Regions from separate parts of the Sus scrofa genome. Here region 2 is linked to region 1. The links are chromatin contacts, called in public Hi-C maps. All regions are on one chromosome and are shown on one strand. Each heading gives the region's core, a stretch centred on a gene start, on an enhancer-like site or on the middle of the called end of the contact. The rest is flanking DNA. Distances are from core to core; before and after follow the strand shown.

The links. Hi-C and Micro-C count contacts between places; a contact is called where the count stands out from the background.
Region 2: a Hi-C map of omental adipose tissue shows a contact between it and region 1, with 2.4 times the contacts expected there. The contact joins the enhancer-like site here to the promoter of RERG in region 1. A contact is called at or near these places in 1 of 5 promoter capture datasets (liver), 19 of 47 Hi-C or Micro-C datasets (adipose tissue, alveolar macrophages, brain and 11 more) and 1 of 2 datasets of contacts at active chromatin or transcription factors (skeletal muscle).

The regions. Positions count from the first base shown.
Region 1 is chr5:57,347,939-57,350,705 of Sscrofa11.1, forward strand. RERG (ras-related and estrogen-regulated growth inhibitor) reads left to right here and starts at 1,448. Exons shown (of 5, transcript XM_003481681.4): 1 at 1,448-1,695.
Region 2 is chr5:57,425,737-57,428,503 of Sscrofa11.1, forward strand. The region is part of intron 2 of RERG (ras-related and estrogen-regulated growth inhibitor); the gene reads left to right. Among named protein-coding and RNA genes, the nearest start is that of RERG, 78 kb to the left of the region's middle. Within about 2 kb of position 1,440, at least 6 of the 83 cell types and tissues checked have an H3K27ac peak or open chromatin away from gene starts, as enhancers often do. A contact at or near this core is called in liver and omental adipose tissue, where this site is marked.

The DNA of each region.
Region 1 (2,767 bases), core at 198-2,697:
TTCCTCCTCTTTAAACAGCAAGAAGTCAATTAACATTGACTAAAATAAATATATGGTTAAACAAAAATTATATAGATATATAAAAACCCATTTAAATTTAAATATAAGCAAATATATGGTTAAACACAATGAATTAAGATGTCATTAATATGCAATTAATAATTTTTACTTAAGGTAGCTTTATTATGTAATAAGTAATTTTAACATATCTAATTATTATGCGACTAATAATTTTAACCTTTAAGGTAAAATATCTCATGAGGTGAGTAAATATATTAAGATCCTGTTCAGGGAGCTAATTCCTAGCTTTGTGCAGACACAGCTCCTCCATTCAGCATGGCTCACAACTGGTGGCTTTCCAGGTCAGCTGGTCCTGGAAACTGCCTGCCCTGTTACACCGCTTCCATCAGGGACACAGACTGTTCACCTACCACTGTTCACTTAGTCTATTCGACATGGCAGTGGTTTTCTGGAGGCCATCGGGTGTCTTGTTAAGAACACCAGGCTTCACAGGAAAACAAATAATATGGGTGTTTCGTGCTTCTCATCAAAAGTTTCATAGTTTTGGGAAATCTTTTAATCTCCCTGAAACTCACCTCCTTGGCTCTGAAATGCAATTTTTTTTTTTTTTTTAAATGGCTGCACCTGCTGCATATGGACTTCTGGGCTAGGAGTTGAATCCAAGCTGCAGCTGGGGCCTACCACAACCATGGCAACATCAGATCCTTAAACCCACTGAGCAAGGCCCAGGATGGAACCTGCAACCTCAGAGAGACAATGTGGGCTCTCTGCTGAGCCACAATAGGAAATCACGGAAGGCTAATAATTTTAATGAGTGCCTACCTCAATGAAGGGAGTAAATATCAGATGAGATGAGAGATGTGAAAGGGAGTCTAGCGCAGCACAAATATTAATCATTTTCGTTAGGTTTGAGGATGATTGAGTGTGATTTCAATTCGAACGTTATAAATGCTGATCTTGTAAGGGGAAATGTGAATCTTTTGGAACTTTCTCCAGTATAGAGATATGAAGTTCAATTTAATGCAGTACATATGTCTCTCCTAGCATCTCAGCTTCCAATCGGCCTGGATTTTTATTCCAACCATTTACTAGCCTTGGACAAGTGATTTATCCTCTGTTTCCTCGTGGGAATCATGGGGAAAGTTAAACGTACCTCTAAGGGATGTTGTGAGGACCTTCTGAAGTAAGGAATCGAAAAGGTCACATACTGATCCTTTTACAGGCAAATGTTTTAACCCAAGGAGTGAGATCCTTCAACGAGAACCTAGAGGCCGGGAATCTAGCAGGAGAAAAGGGAAGCCTGTCCGAGTGCAGCTCGAAAACTGATTTTTGAATGATCCAGCCTGGAGGCGGCTTCGCTGGAGGAGCCGAGCGCTAGCCCCAGTAGGGGGCGCGCGAGCGCCACACTGCAGCATCCCGGCGGCCTCGTCCGCCGGAGCCCGCGTCCTGCCGCAGTCCATCCGCCGCTAGTCGGAGAGAGTGGTTGCGGGGAGACCCGGGCCACTCCGCCAGCTATTACTGCTACTGCCGCTGCCCCCCGCAGTCGCAGCCCAGCAGCCGGGAAACGCCACCCACAGATTGGGCCGCGCAGCGTGGGAGGGGTAGCGGTCCCGGGGGACTGATTCTGAACTTGCAGGGGGACCGCGGCTCTCTGGGCCTGGAGAGTGTGAACAGGTGAGTGTCACGCACGTGCCCAGGTGGCTTTTTCGGGATGACTTCCTGAAGACCCTTCCGAGCCCCTGAACGCTCGGCCTCCGGGGCGGCCCTCCTGGCCACGGGGTCCTCTCAGCCAGGGCTTTGGGGGTCGCCGAGAGGGAGATGTAAGCGCTGGTGCCCCGAGCTTGACAGCGCCCTCGGTCAGAGCTGAGACCTAGAATGCCCTTTTGACTTAGGCAGCGTTTGCTCCCCAGGTTGAAAGCAAGTGACCCGCAGTCCATGATGGGTTTGTTTATCGTTCCAGGATACCTGTTGCTTTCAGAATAACGCCATAGCCAGGAGTCTCTTACAACGGTACTCATCCCTGTGCGTGCTGCGTTGTGATAAAATGCGGGAGAATTCCTCATATTGAGACCAGGAAAACTTGATTTCAGAGCTAGGGAAGTAGCAGCCGGAAGACCAGACTAGATTCCCACGACCAGACTAGATTCTTTGCTTCCCTAAACACCTGCACTTTATTTTGATGAGACCATAAATACAGCAGTTAGAAACACTATTATCTTATAAATCGTATATACCTTATCAAGATGCTTGTTTTTTTGTTTTGTTTTTTTTGCCAAGAGGAAGTAGAAAGCATGGACCTTGATAAGTATAATAGTCTGAAAAATGGTTTATGATGCATAAATTATTTTTTAAATAAGTTTAAAAATCAGCTTATTAGTGAACCAAATGTCATACATCTATGGGATTGTAAGCTCCTTGAAGGTGGCCGCTTTTATGATTAGCATAAAAGTGGCATGAATCAATGCATGCATTAATAGTAACACAGAATTTCGAGTCTGGCTTTTTTTTTTTTTTTTTTTTTCTTATTCTAAGCGTTATTTTGGTATCTTTATGTTTAGGGGAAAAAAATCAATACACCTTTAATCTCTGAAATATCTAAGTGTGATTTTAGCTCTAGGAGTGATAGGAACTAAGAAGTTTTTGTCCTAATAAAGCACTATCCATATAAAAGGTGAATGGCAGCTTCAAGACCCAGCCAGAATATTTCTGCACAACAACATGAAAACGAATGTCTTTTTAGATCCAT
Region 2 (2,767 bases), core at 190-2,689, 78 kb after region 1:
GACTTAGCACATGGGAAACACTCAATGTTTATCATAAAATGACATTTTTGCAATCAAACGATGACAGCGATTTAAGGGGGTCGTAACAGTAAGGATAATCCGTAGTCCGTCGATCCTTTCGTAAGGAGAGAAGAAACCTTACCTGATTTACGCAGAAAGAGCAAACAGAGTAAAAGTGGAATTTTGTTGACCTAATCCCATCAACTTTCTCTGCTTAGAATTGGGGGCAGGGGGGTGGGGTGGTGAGGGGGATGTTCCTGAGAAAGTTTTGTATATACAGATAGTGCCCTCTGGTGGATGGTAACAATCATCTCGCATCCCTCAATTTGTGGACATTGCACTTCACCTGAAGGATTTGTAGCTTTTGCTACCACTTAGCACTTTCCCCCATCTCAGCCCTAATAGGCTTTTCTTTCAAAGTGTCTTGGGATGTTACAGTCTACCACAAATGTTTCTGGCGTGTGGTTTGTAAGAGATAGTGAATTCAACTGAAGTGAATACCAGTTTTTACCCTTCCAGTTTTTACCCATTCAGATGTCAACAAGGGTGCAATTTAACTGTTGCGTGCAAACCCTTGGCATGGGTGTGTTTATGTAAACGGTTCAAAGCTGTGGACTGTGCATCTGGCAAGCTGCTTCCAAGAAACAAAGAAAAAATCAGCATGTTTTCCATTTAAAAGACATGTGGTTCTTATTGCTGTACAGAGATTGGTTTTTGTTTGCACTTCATTTTATTTTTAAAGTGAATTTTCCACTGTGAAATAAAGTATGTTCATTATAGACAACGATGAAAAGACAGGAAAAAAATCACCTGGAATTCCACCAAAGCCAAGACAGATTTTAGATGTAGTCTGACAAGGTAGCCTGCTTCCCTGGGGTGCATATCCTAAGGGAACAGGATGTCATGGACTGAGGGTGAGCGTGTCATTAACCTTCCTTGCAGCTGTTTTCTCAATTTATAAAGTGCAAGGATAATGTTGCATTTGTTTACTTTCATTTTCTGTCTCAAATTAGATCTGGCAGTTGCATAATAATAATAGCAGCCATTTATTTATTTAGCAGAAATTTTGAAGCCTAACCCTAGAGTTGCCCTTTGTCTCCTGGAGAATAGCAATTTAGCCCAAACTCAATTCTTCCCTATACCCTCCCACATCTCTGCTAGGATTTGTTCTTGTAATGGTAATAACTACCATTTATTGAGTTCTTATTACACTATAATTCAGTAGTTAAGTATGTAGCCCCACTGAATTTTAATTCTGGCTTTTCCCCTTAATAGCTGTGTGATCTTGGATGAGGCTAAAGTCTATATTATCGTTTCCTCCTTTGTCAGACAGAAGCTCTGCCCCATGATGTTTAGGAGAAAATTAAGTCCCTGGAACAGAACTGGACACACGGGGAGCACTCTTTCACTGTTAGCTTTTATTATGACTATTTTGTGATGACATGTTAGACATTATACTAAGTTCTTTTTGTTATTATATCATTGAACCCTCATAACAATCCCATGAGTTAGATATTCTTTTCCTTGTTTCAGATAAGGAAAATGAAGCAGAAAGCCTTAATGGCTTGTCAAAATCACATGGCAGGTTACCTGTAGAGCCCAAATCCTAGCTGGATCTGACTGTCAATAAAGCCTGAGCTCACCATCTTTTTTTGGATGTGGTGGGTTATCTATTACTTTGTTTCTTTAATTTTTATTGGAGTATTATATATGTGTGTGTGTATGTGTGTATATATACAAAAATCATAAACTTAAAGCTGTGCGAATTTTCACAAGCAAAATCACCTACAGCATCAGCACTATGACTTTGCCAGGTCCTCGAAATTGTCACTGTACTTGCATTCAGACACTGATGCCTCCAGTGGTCACTTCCAAGCTTATTTCCAACACATACATTGGTTTGCCTGTTTTTCAACTGTATATTGGTGGAAGTATACAGGGCAACCTTTTTGTGTTTGACTTCACTCACTTAATTTTATGTTTGCAAGATTTATTCAAGTTGTTCCTTCACTTTCATTACTATGTAGTGTTATATCCATCAACACATCACAATGTATCCATTCTATTCTTGAACATTTGGAAGATTTCCAGCTTGGGGCCAATATGAATACTGCTGCTATGATAATGCTTGATCATGATTTTCAGTGAACATATGTATGTCTTTCCATTGCATGAATCCCTGGGAACGGAATTGTCCAGTCATAGAGTAAGCACATTTTTAGCTTTAGTATTTATTATCATATACTTTTCTGAAATAATTGTAGCAATTTACACTTCTTAGAGAGTCAAATTGTAACCTATATAAGAGAATTTGAGGCCACTTTTTATTTTTAAAACCATTAGAACAAAAGATAGTTTGATCTAAATTTTTTTTGGGGGGGGGCCTCACCTGTGGCATATTTAAGTTCCCAGGCTAGGGGTCGAATCAGAGCTGCAGCTGTCAGTCATAGCCATAGCCACAGCAATTCCAGAGCCAAGCCACATCTGTGACCTATACCACAGCTCTTGGAAACATTGGATTCTCAACCCACTGAGTGGGGCCAGGATTGAACCCATGTCCTCATGGATACTAGTTGGGTTCATTAATGCTGAGCCACAACAGGAACTCCTAAATCATTTTTTGATTTGAAAAATAAAATCAGTTTATAATCATTTGCTCCTAAAGCACAGGAGTTTAAATTGACTAACCCAATAGAAATGACTCATTTTTTGACATAAGTACTATAATATGAATGAAATATCAAGAAATTTAGGGAGTTCCCATAGT